Linked DNA regions of Ovis aries: region 2 is linked to region 1. The links are chromatin contacts, called in public Hi-C maps. All regions are on one chromosome and are shown on one strand. The core of a region is the stretch at or near the end of the contact, and the rest is flanking DNA. Distances in the headings are between cores, read along the strand shown.

Region 1 (5,933 bases), core at 2,162-4,661:
CTCACATCCATACATGACCACAGGAAAAACCATAGCCTTGACTAGATGGACCTTAGTCGGCAAAGTAATGTCTCTGCTTTTGAATATGCTATCTAGGTAGGTCATAACTTTTCTTCCAAGGAGTAAGCGTCTTTTAATTTCACGGCTACAATCACCATCTGCAGTGATTTTGGAGCCCCCAAAATAAAGTCTGACACTGTTTCCACTGTTTCCCCATCTATTTCCCATGAAGTGATGGGACCGGATGCCATGATCTTCGTTTTCTGAATGTTGAGCTTTAAGCCAACTTTTTCGCTCTCCTCTTTCACTTTCATCAAGAGGCTTTTTAGTTCCTCTTCACTTTCTGCCATAAAGGTGGTGTCATCTGCACATACTAATTATTAAATGTTGTTAACAATCTGCCCAACTTCCCTTGTGAGGCTGGGTCCAGACACCCTTAGGACTGCTTCTCTTTCTTGGCAGTGGGAACAACGCAGGTCTTGCAGTAAGGCAGATGACAGAATTCTGAAACTAGTTGTTTCCCCATTTTGCAGGATTTTTACAAGGATTAAGTGAAGAAGTACATGGACCATTTAGTCTAGTCTGCCACCCAGAGGTATGCAATGATCCTGTTTTCCCTTCACCCTCCAGATTCAACACATAGATACCTTGGGACCTGCTACTTGCACTCATTTTTGCAGTCTCATTTCATTCCATTGTGCCTCAGGAGAAGGTCCCACCAGCATTCTCAGTTCGAAAACTACTCCCTACCCCTGGGCACCAGGAGGAAAGTGTCCAAGGGACTAAGTGTCCAAAGGACTGTGCAAGTTGAGTGGCTTTCAGATTCATGCTTTTGAAACACTTTGTTCAAGTGAAATTGCTCTTGGAAACTCGGTATAAACAAAATAGTTTAAAAGGTCATTTTATTCACATTTCTTTATTTTCTAAATTCATATCTATAACTGAATTCAACTATAATTGAATGCAACCTATTAATATGACATTCACAACTGGATGCTTTGATGACACACATGAGAAATCTGGGGTTAGAGATGGCAGCTTCGAACTTACCAACTGCAGCGTTGAATTCTCCCTCTTGTTTTGATGGCATAGAATCAATAAAATTCCTATTCACACAGAAAATAAAAACCACCGCTCATGATCTTCATGATTAATATAGGGCCAGACATACCTAACTGGGCCTCGTTGGTGGCTCAGATCGTAAAGAATCTGCCTGCAACTCTGGAAACCCGGGTTCGATCCCTAGATCGGAAAGAAGGGAATGTTCTTGCCTGGAGAATTCCATGGACAGAGGAGCCTGGTGGGCTACAGTCCATGGGGTTGCAAGCAGTCGGATGTGACTGAGCGACTGACAGACACACGCACACTTAGAAACTACCTATGACGCGTCGTCACGTGGGACAGCTACACTGGCCCCTGTTATCACACAAGCCGGCATCTGAACGAGGTCTGATCAGCGTGTGCACCTGAGCCATGACTGGACGTCCTCTCAGAGTATCACACGTGCATAGTGATGAAACTTCTGTACACTGTGAGTGATTAAAAAACAAATTCATGGGTGAATATAAATAGATAAATACCAGTGCTGAACTACATCCTTCTAGTCAATGACTAGAGAGACATTTAGGAGACATTACATGGGCACAGAAATGACAAAGGATTGTACTAAGAACTGCACAAACATGAGTAACTTGGCAGGACAAGATAGGTTAATGTCTATCACTGAGCATACACTGTTCTGCCTCCAGGTTCTGCTAGTTGCAGATAGCCCTTCCTGATTTCCCAAGATTCAGGTGAAATGTCCCTCAAGTCCTGCCTGGAGGAGGGCACCCTCCTCCTCCTCTTCAGCTGCCTCTTCATCCTTTATTAGGGTCAGTAACTGTAAGAAGCCTGCCTGCGCTGGTGTTCTGTGGACTGCTTCAGCAAGGACCTACTCCGGGCTCACTCCAAGTCTCCTCTCTACCAGTTTCTGTAGTAAACGCTCCAGCCTTAGTACCTAAGCAATTTTCTCCCTCCTTCTGGTAAGTGGTCAGGTATTTGACCTGCAACTCCCAGAGCCTGCAGGCATATAGGAGTTGTGATAAAAGGAATGTTTATCTGCAAGAGTCAAATGATACCGGCTGCTGGGTCTCTGAAGCTCTCTAGCAATCGCCTTGTTTTTTCGACATCTTACATCTTTCATATCCTCATCATTTGAGTAGTATGAAGCAGCCAGGATTCAAACACTTCTGGCTCTGGAGAATCACTACCTGAGAAAACTTTGTTTTTTCTATTTCAGGTGTTGCAGAGCAGGCTGAAGAGCCTTATGGACTGCCTGTGCCAACAAAGGGGCCCGTAGTCCTAGAATCACATCCTAGTCTAGATCAAACTGTCGTTTCCATACGCAAGAGCTCTGGTAAACTTACCCAATGTCACGCCCTCCCCCTCTAAGAGTTCATTTGCTTTGCTTAAAAATTCACTATCTGGGTCAGGGGACTTAATGAGCACTCTACAGGCACCTCTACCTCCGGGTATCTCCTTAGGGACCAGAGCATGACTTGTCTCCTCAGTAAGTCCTATTAAGGCTACATTCCTGATCTCGTCCCTCCGGGACATCCTCCTGAGGAGTCAGTACTCCCCTAAGGGGGCTACACCAGCTCGCAGATTGCTGCCACATCACAGGTCTGGGCGATGCCGGCAACCAACGGCGCTTTCCGCGAGTTCACATCCATCCCCCTACACCAGTCTCCTAAGAGCCTCAGCGCCAGGGTGCCCCAAACAAGATTTAAATTCCAACTTTTCCCACACCATTGACACCACCGCAATTCACAGTATTCCTCCGCGGTACTAGAGTTAAGTCTGGTTAATGTCCGAGTTTCCGACGGGCTGCGAGGTCGAGGCAGTCAGGTCAGTTTGAAATGTCAATGAATGACCCGAGACTCGCGCCCGGAGAAGGCCCGCGCACCCGCGCCTGCGGCCAGCCCCACTGCGGCAAGCAGTCACCGGAGCCTCTCGGGGCCTCGGATCTAGCTGTCTGTGTGAGTCCATCGCCGGTAGCCGAGGCACCAGGGCCTGCTCGCGACGCTTCCCGGACCGCCAGGCCCGAGGAACGCGAGGGGCGGCCTCTTCTCCACTCGATGCACACCCAAGGGGGATACCAGAGGCGCGCAGGGCGGAACAGCTGGGGGACCAGAGCCACGAGAGAAGCACCAGGGCGAAGCTTCGAGGAGGGCTTGAAGCGGCCAGGCTCGGACGGCCGGCCACCAGAAGAGGGTCTTTGCCACCACCCGCACCTCCTCAACTTTAGCCAGCCAGACAGCTGGAGCCGATTGGAGAGCTCTAGAGGAAGCGGTGCCGCGGCCTGACGTCAGGGGGAGGGCCGGGTCTTTCGGGGGCGGGGCATGCGCGCTTCCGGCCCGAGCCGGAAGCCCCGAGTGTGGCAGCATCCGGGTCGGCGGGCAGGCGGGCCAACCCGGACAGGAGGTGAGACCCGGGACCTGCCCAGCTCTGCAGCCTCGCCCGGTGGCCGCTGCCCGGCACTGGGCTCTCCGTGCTGCAAGGCGGAGAGGCCCGGGTCTGGCGCCGCCTGCGCAGCCCTGGTCGCGTCGCGGCCGGCGGTGCCTGCTGCGCGACAGGGGGCGGGGCCGGCTGCAGGGAAGGCCCAGGTGTCGGGGGAAGCCTCCCGGCTGGGCCGACCGCCACAGCCACAGGCTGGGGCTCGGGCAGCAGCAACGGGGGCCAGCCCGCCGCGTGACCGGCTGCAGTCACGCTGTGCTTAATCACACTTAGTCTTTGCTCCAGGCTGGCCGTGCTCACCATTCTCCCAGCCGGTGACCCCGGGGGATTTCTTTTATGGTGGCTTTTTCTCTGAAATGCCAAAGCCACCCGATTATTCAGAACTGAGTGACTCTTTAACGCTTGCCGTGGGAACAGGAAGATTTTCGGGACCACTGTAAGTGTTAAGAGTTACTGTCTTAACTTGGGGGCTCCGACATAGGTTAAACTTGAAGAACCAAACGTTCATGTCTGCAGCAATACTGTTAAATCAGGAAGTATTTGAACTGTTAACAGTGAAATGTTCCGTAGGAAATGAATTTAATTATAGTTTAAGGGGGGTTGTACTGGACCTGTTTAAGTCAGATATAGTGATTTATATGTGGGCTTCAATAAAAAGCCTGCTCAATATATAATTAAACTTTATCATATCTATTACATAAAACGACCTGTAAGTTGTTTACATTTCTTAATAGATGTAAATTTAGTTATTTAAAACCTCAAATGGGGTATTTTAGAGCTCATTGGGGGAAAAAAGTTAAGTACATTTGGAATACTTACCATGACAGCGTTGCTAGACCCTAACTTGTTTCTAACTGGCAGGCACAGAGCATGGAGAATGATGAATTTCCGTCAGCGGATGGGATGGATCGGAGTGGGACTCTATCTATTAGCAAGTGCAGCAGCATTTTACTACGTTTTTGAAATCAATGAGACTTACAACAGGCTGGCCTTGGAACACATTCAACAGCACCCAGAGGAGCCCCTTGAAGGAACCTCGTGGACACACTCCTTGAAAACTCGGTTGCTCTCCCTGCCTTTTTGGTTCTGGACAATTGTTTTTCTCATACCTTACTTACAGATGTTTTTATTCCTTTACTCTTGTACAAGAGCTGACCCCAAAACGGTGGGCTACTGTATTATCCCCATATGCTTGGCAGTTATATGCAATCGCCACCAAGCATTTGTCAAGGCTTCTAATCAGATCAGCAGACTACAACTGATTGACACATAAAATCTGACATCATTTTTTCCTTACAAGTACAAAACTGCCAGTATGATATGGAACCTGATCACAAGACTGCAGTTTCTTCACAGATCTCAGGAAGTTGTGGTGGGGCAGAAGCTTTTTAAAGAATGTGGCTAGGGGGCTAACTTTATCTGAATAATGACTTTTTAGGTAAAGACTGAGAATCAGTACAAAATCATGTGGATGACTTCAGATTTTGGAAGTAAAATTTTATCTGTTGTTTGCATTCCTTAGAAGCTTGAATAAGTACCTGGACTCATACTTTTATTTTACTGTGCAACATAGTGATAATTCAGGAAATTTTCCTTTGGGGAAAAATGAATATGAACATTTCCATTGTGCTTAATGCAAAAAGGTCCAAACATGGTCATAAAATTTAAATTTTATACAATTATTTGGCTTGCTTTAAAATTCTTCAAACTACACCACCAGTTCATCCCACTGTAGCTACGGCACTATGCTCGTTTGCTATCAGCTTGTGAGAAATTGGTATGAAGTTATTGAGGCGATGGGTGTCTTGAGAAGCAAAATGTCTTCCTTTTGGTAATGCTGCGGGCGCTATTAGCTAGAATTATTAATGCAATTGAAAAAAAAAAAACAACTTGGGAAAAGACTAAATGTTTGAAAGCTGAGCAATCTAACACACAGAAAATGGAAACAAGGTGTTCAATGAAAACATTCCAATCCCTGTCAGATGTGTGCTAAGCGATGCTCTCAAGTCACCATCCCTCTGATTTTCTTTTCTGCCTAAAGTCTAGTCTTCAGGCAATAGGTTAACTGCATGAAGATGTGACCCCTGTACTGCCTCTTTTGCGTCTGTACTCACTACCTCATGTCTGGCAACAATACAAATAACTGAAAAATGGAAAACTAGATTTTAGGATTTTTTTTTCTTTTTTTTCTGGGTGAGATCAAGATATATTTTTATAGTTACATCATCAATACCAGAGAAATGTTTTACACTGATTTTTAATAAGAATCATAACATTTTTTGGTGCTTCTCTTGGGCTCTATTTTAAGAGCTTTAATGTGAGTCAACTCATGTAGTCCTCCAACAGCCCTATGAGATAAGTTATTATCATCCAGATTTTACAGATAAGGACAGTGAGCTGAAGTTCTGTAACTTGCTGAAGGTCACATAGCCAAGAAG
Region 2 (6,605 bases), core at 2,201-4,700, 130 kb after region 1:
TCCCCCGTCCCTGAGATTCTCCAGGCAAGAACACTGGAGTGGGTTGCCATTTCCTTTTCCAATGCATGAAAGTGAAAAGTGAAAGTGAAGTCACTGAGTCGGAACTTAAAATAGATTATTTCTCCAATTCAAAAGGCTGATAAGTACAAGAGATACAAATACCATAGAGAAACTCAAGTGAAAACCACAATGAGGTATCACTTCATACCCATTAGGATGGATGTTATCAAAATAATGAAATGAACAAGTACTGGTGAGGATGTGAAGAAACTGAACTCTGACACATGCTGGTGGAAATGTAAAGTTTTCTGGATATATACCCAAATGAAATGAAAGCAAGGACTAAGATACCTGTACATCTATGTACATGGTAACAATTAGTCCAATAGCCAAAAAGTGGACGCATACAAAGTATCAACTAACAGATTATATACAATGGAATATTATTCAGCCTTAAATAGGAAGGAAATTTTAACAAATGCTACAACTTGGATGAACATTATGGTAACTAAGTGAAATAAGCCAGGAAAAATATTGTATGAGTCTACTTACATTAAATACATACAGTAATCATAGAGAAGGAAAGCAGAAAAGTGGCTGTCATGGGCTGGGCATAAAAGGAAGTGGGAGTTAGTGTTTACTGGGAACAGAGTTTCAGTGAGAAAGATGAATAGAGCTCTGGAAATGGGTGGTGGTAGTGGTTGCAATACAAAGTGGATGTACTTAATGCCACAGAACTGTACAATTAAAACTAGTAAAGATGGCAAACTTTATGTTATGTGTATTTTACCATGATAAAAACAACAACAAAATTATACTTGCTGTGCATCTTTTCTAGGGACTCCTATCTTAGTGTTAGGATCTAATCTCTTCCTACCCAAGTACTGCAGCAGCTATTTTCCCTGGTTCATTCCACTCAACCTTATTCTAACTCAATCAACGGATCACTGACAGGTGCATCTTGGCAGTTTTATCAAACTAATGTTTGGCCTCCGAAGTTTCAAAGACTTCCCATACCTTGCACAAGAGGATAAAAATCCAAATCTCCTCAATCTGGCACTCAAACCCTTTTACAAACAGATACCCTTTCAATAGTCTAATGTCTTCCCAAGGAAGTTCAGTGGTCATCTAAGTTTTCCTCTTTTCCCCTCCCTTAAAACTAATCTCCACCTTATACTCTTGCTTTTCCCTCACAACGTAACTGCTCCAATCTCTCTGTAAATCTAAACCCTCACAGAAGCTAGCTCAAGTCTCAAGTGTTCCAGGAAGTTATTTAGACTCCTGAGGCCTTACTCATCTCCCTTTAACCAGAAAACGTACAGCATTATTTGTCCTGAGAGAACTTTAACTAGATTGTTTTCTAGGCTCAGAGGGGTACAGCTTATATTTTCTGAGGGCAAAGTCTATATACTACACTTGCTTCTTTCTTCTGCAGCACCTAATACTGCAAAATACAAAACAGATCTTCAATAATCACCTGTGTAACTGAACACAAGTCACAACTTTGGTGTGTGAGTTTCAATGACTAGAATATGAAATCAGAATCATGTGACATGACTATCTCTGAAGGTTAATCTGTGACACACAACACAGAAATTGCTGCGATTATGAGGAAACCAGGTGGTATAACACAGGTATTTTAAAGGCTAAAATGAGAGTCTGATACAAAGAACCTGTTTAAAACCTGGTATTGCTGAATCGAACAAGATAGTAGTTAGGTTTTGCGGGACATAATATGAACCTATGGTTTTACAGAATGCATGCAAACACGAGCAATGCTATAATTGGACAGAAATACAGTCACAGGCCTATGAAAACTCTAAATGAAATGTCAGTTGGTTTTTATTAAATTCAGGTCAGGAAAAAAATCTTCATCAGTTACTTGGGGTAACTGACAGCAACTGTCAAGAATCAGCATGAGGCGCACTCTCTGACTTCTCCTTTCAACTCTATTGCACAAAGACCCAGGGAGGATGGTGGTGAAGAATGCAATCAGTGAAGAACAGGGGGTTCAGCAGTGAGTGAAAAGTGCTCTCTAAATGGGGAGGAGAGAGGCCTAGATCCCCGTTTTGGTCCAATCCCTGGCCAGCTGCAGGACCCACAGCGAGTAGCTCATCTCCCTGAGCCTAGTTTCCCGGCTCTAAAACAAGTCACACCAGATCGCTCAAGGTTTTTCTGACTTCAAAATTCTAGGACAAGTTTCGTCACAGCTGCCATTAAAGCGTATGATTCTTGCAATTTCAAATCTTTCTTCCACGTCTCCGGGAAGAAAGTAATAGATTTCAGCAATCTAAAAGAAATGGATGCCACTGAGAGACAAAAGATTGTAAAAATGTCTCTTTCTTTATCACGGTAAGATATTTTAGCAGAGGGAACAGATTTCTGGTAAAAACCAAGACTGCTTCTGCAAATTAGGCCTAATCCAGAGTACTTATTATCTGTGCTGGTATATGAAGAGGTGCTATTGTATTTCAAAAGAGGAGCAGCACTGCTCAGAGCTTTCCCCCCCAACCCCCGCAAACTGTGAGAGAAAGTTCTCATCTTCGGGGCAAGGCTAGTAAATAAACATCTGTGCAAATGACGAGATGCTGAATGCACGCTTTTAGCCTTTCAAGTACTCCAAGCACAGACTTCTTTATCAAACACTCTGTATTGTCTCGTCTCTCTCTCAACCTACCAAAGAGCCAGTTCCAGTTCGATCCCGAAACAGTAACTTACCCGGACAATCCAACTTCTCCCCGGGAGCAGCGGTCCCCAGGCCTGCTCTCCCCGACCCCCGAAGCCGGCCGGCCGCTCTCACGCCCACCCTCGGGCGGTCGCAGCCCGGCAGCCCGGGTAAACGCGCGCCCGGGTCTCGGGAGCGGTTTCCCGGCGTCCGGGGAGCGGCGGGTCCCGCCCCTCGGAGCCCTGAGTCGGGAGCCGGCCCGGCCGCTATCCCAGCTCGGGAGCGCCACACCTCGCGGCTCCAGCCCCGGGGACGACGGCGCACAGCCCAGCCCGCCCCTCGGAGCGCACCAGGACCGGTCAGTCTGCCGCCGCCGCCGCCGCCTTAGCCCCAGACGGACCGCTGCCTCCCTCCGGCCCGCGGCCCCGCGCGGCGGCCCGGCCCCAGCCCTGCGCCCCCGCCGCTCACGCACCAGCCCCTTCCCCGCCGGGACGCCCAGCGCCGCGCCGGGCACAGCCTCGCCTCACAGCCTCGTAGACATCGAGGGGGACACTCACCCCGGAGGCTCCTCCCGCCGCTGCTGCTGCTGCTGTCGCCGCTGGGACCGCGGCCGTCGCCCCCGCCGCCGCCACCACCAGCACCGCCGTCCGCACCGGCGCCAGCGCCCCGGGCCATCCTCCTCCTGCCGTTGCCGCCGCCGCCCCCCTCTCCGCTCCTGTCAGTGGCTCAGGCTCCGAGGCTTCTCCAGGTTCCCCTCGCCGCCATTTTGACGCCTGGAGCGGGCAGGAGGGGCTCGGCTCAGCGCGGACCTGGCGCGCCTGCGCGGCGCTGCGGAGCCGGCCCGAGTCCCCGCCCGTCCTCGCCGTCGCCGCGCCCGGGGTCACGTGGACCACCGGCAGCGCGCGCGCCGGGGCTGGCCCGGGAGGCGCGCTCACGGGACCCGGGAGCGGTCCGAGCCGAGTGCGCGCGCATTATTCCGGCTCTCTGCTCGGAGTTGGATGCTCGTATCCTGCTTATTGCAGGGAACTGTGGCAAATCGTTTAAATCTGTCAGAATGGAACTATAATAACAACGTCACCGGACGACCGATTTTACCAATTTTTGTTTGCATTCGGCAGCCGGCATCCTGATCTAGAACTCACAGTGCATCTTTCTCAAAACGAAGGCTACGTCCGCGGAAATATCTTTTCTTTTTTTTTTTTTTTAGTCTTGGCGTTTGGGTGACTTCTTGACAGTTTATCTTAAGCCCTGTCTGTATGATACTTTTACAAACACCATCTTGCTCGTTGTATAGAGGATTTAAGTCAGACACTGAAAAGTTTTCCTTAGCGAGATACTTCCATAAACCTGGGATAAGAACTGGTGAAAGCTCACAGTCGCCACGTGGGAGAGCCAAATCACTCTCCCCAGATACCCCTCGTCTGGGAGTTTCAGCGATGCATTAACAAAAACACATATTTATGGAACACCTTACAGTTTGCAAAAACACTGTTAAATGCATGGCTTCCTTTGAACACCAAAACCCCACCCTTTGAGGTAGTGGGGACAAGTATTACAAGTATCCTTTACAACCTTACTTTTACAAGAAAAAGGACAAGTATCCTTTTACAACTAAGGAAATAGACTCGAAAATACTAAGTCGTTTGCCCCCCGGGCGTACATTCTGCATTAGTAAGTGGACAAGCCAAGACTAGAACCCAGACAGTCTCACCCTGGTCATCAGACAAATCACCCCTCACAGTTCTCTGACAGGCTTTTCAATACGTCGTGTATTTGTCCTCTGGGAATTTATTTAAATCCCTCTTGAAAGTACTTGCTTTGTCAATCTCTACCCATCCTTTGAGAAACAAGTTTTCTAAGTCATGCCTCCAAGTCTTGTTCTCAAACCATCTCTAAGCTTAAAAGACTAAGAGGACTTTCAAATTTTGTGATGTGTTTTTAACCGTTTCTTGGTCCTGTATTATTTTATACATTTCACGTTTGGTTGGAAGATTTAGGTTTCTTTTTTTTTTTTTTTTTCTTTTTTATCAGGAAAGGACTTTATGAATGTGATCATTGGTTTTCTCTGGACTTTCTTCAGATTAGATGTATCTTTCTTGTGCTCACTCATCACCTCCTTACTTCCTTGCAAAGATATTTCTTTCCAATTGATATTATTTCATTTCCCCGCCCCTAACCTTTCAACCCATGCATCTTTCGTCAACCCCAGTCCTCAAAGGTTTAGAGATTGTAGCATTCCATTGTCAGGAAAAAAATATCGCTCCTAACTGGTAGGGGTTTCTTCAACTGAGCATGTGTATGTGTGTATGTGTGTGTTTGAGGTAGGGGTGTGTGTGTGCGCGTGGTGACAGGAGATAAATACATGGAAAAGTGAGAAAATACAAGGGAAATAGGCCCATCTAGTTGGAGAAAAGGTTTGGCTCTGGGTGCCCACATCCTGTTCCCCTGTACTGTTATCAGTTCAGTTCTGTCACTCAGTCGTGTCCGACTCTTTGCAACCCCATGAACCGCAGCACACCAGGCCTCCCTGTCCATCATCGACTCCTGAAGTCCACCCAAACCCTTGTCCATTGAGTCGGTGATGCCATCCAACCATCTGATCTTCTATTGTCCCCTTCTCCTCCTGCCCTCAATCTTTCCCAGCATCAGGGTCTACTTCCCGTAAATGCCTTAATGAATCTTGTCTAAGTTCAAGACACCTACCATTATTTTCTATTATTTGACCTTTGTCTTTAGCTAAATATTACACAAACTGAAAGACCTATTATATGCAAACTAAAAATTTCCTTGTCCTAACCACCTTTTGATAATTTACAAAACATTACATAAGATTGGTCCCCACTATTACACTTTCGGGCTTCCCAGGTGGCTCTAGTGTTAAAGAATCCACCTGCCAGTGCAGGAGATGTAAGAGTTCAGTCCCTGGGTGTGAAAGATCCCCCGGAGGAGGCCATGACAACCCACTCTAGTATACTTGCCTGGAGAATTCCACGAACAGAGGAGCCTGGCAGGCTGCAGTCCATAGGGTTGCACGGAGTTGGACATGACTGAAGCACCTAGTGTGCACATATTTACAGTTTCTCATTTATTCCAAATCTTCATTGCTTGACTTAGATTCTGCTTTCTAGACACACTTTAACAAACAAAAGTAAAATAATACCAACAATAGCAGAGACATTACTTCGCCAACAAAGGTCTGTATAGTCAAAGCTATGGTTTTTCCAATAGTCACGTATGGATGTGAGAGTTGGACCATAAAGAAGGCTCAGCACTGAAGAAGTGTTGCTTTTGAACTATGGTGCTGGAGAAGACTCCTGAGAGTCCTTTGGACTGCAAGGAGATCAGTCAATCCTATAGAAAATCAGCCCTGAATATTCATTGGAAGGACTGATGCTGAAACTGAAGCTCCAATACTTTGGCAACTCATTAGAAAAGAGCCAACTTATTAGAAAAGATCCCGATGCTGGGAAAGATTGAAGGCAGGGGAGAATGGGACGATAGAGGATGAGATGGTTAGATGGCATCATCAACTCAGTGAAAATGAGTTTGAGCAAACTCCAGGAGATGGTGAAGGACAAGGAAGCCTGGTATGCTGCAGTCCATGGGATGGCAAAGAGTTGGACATGACTGAGCAACTGAACAACAACAGCATTCTAAAATCTGAGGGTGGCACCATTTTTCTAAAAGCCTTTGTCGTGGAAATGTATCAAAAGGCTTTTTGAAAAGCCAAATAAGGTCTGCTGGTTTCACTTTGTCCTTTTCTCTATCTGCATATTTGAAGAACTCTAGTAGACTAGCGTTCTTCTAGTTGGAGAAGGCAATGGCACTCCACTCCAGTACTCTTGCCTGGAAAATCCCATAGGCAGAGGAGCCTGGTAGGCTGCAGTCTATGGGGTCGCGAAGAGTTGGACACGACTGAGCGACTTCACTTTCACTTCTC

Evidence for each region. Hi-C and Micro-C count contacts between places; a contact is called where the count stands out from the background.
Region 2: a contact with region 1 is called in a Hi-C map of hypothalamus, with 3 times the contacts expected there. The contact joins the promoter of BTBD7 here to the promoter of LYSET in region 1. A contact is called at or near these places in 2 of 16 Hi-C or Micro-C datasets (hypothalamus and liver).

Annotation. Positions count from the first base shown.
Region 1 is chr18:55,629,618-55,635,550 of ARS-UI_Ramb_v3.0, forward strand. LYSET (lysosomal enzyme trafficking factor) reads left to right here and starts at 3,412. Exons shown (of 2, transcript XM_027957340.2): 1 at 3,412-3,462; 2 at 4,357-5,177. The coding sequence starts at 4,373. The coding sequence ends at 4,768.
Region 2 is chr18:55,760,665-55,767,269 of ARS-UI_Ramb_v3.0, forward strand. It overlaps BTBD7 (BTB domain containing 7), which reads right to left and starts at 3,451. Exons shown (of 11, transcript XM_060401455.1): 1 at 3,223-3,451.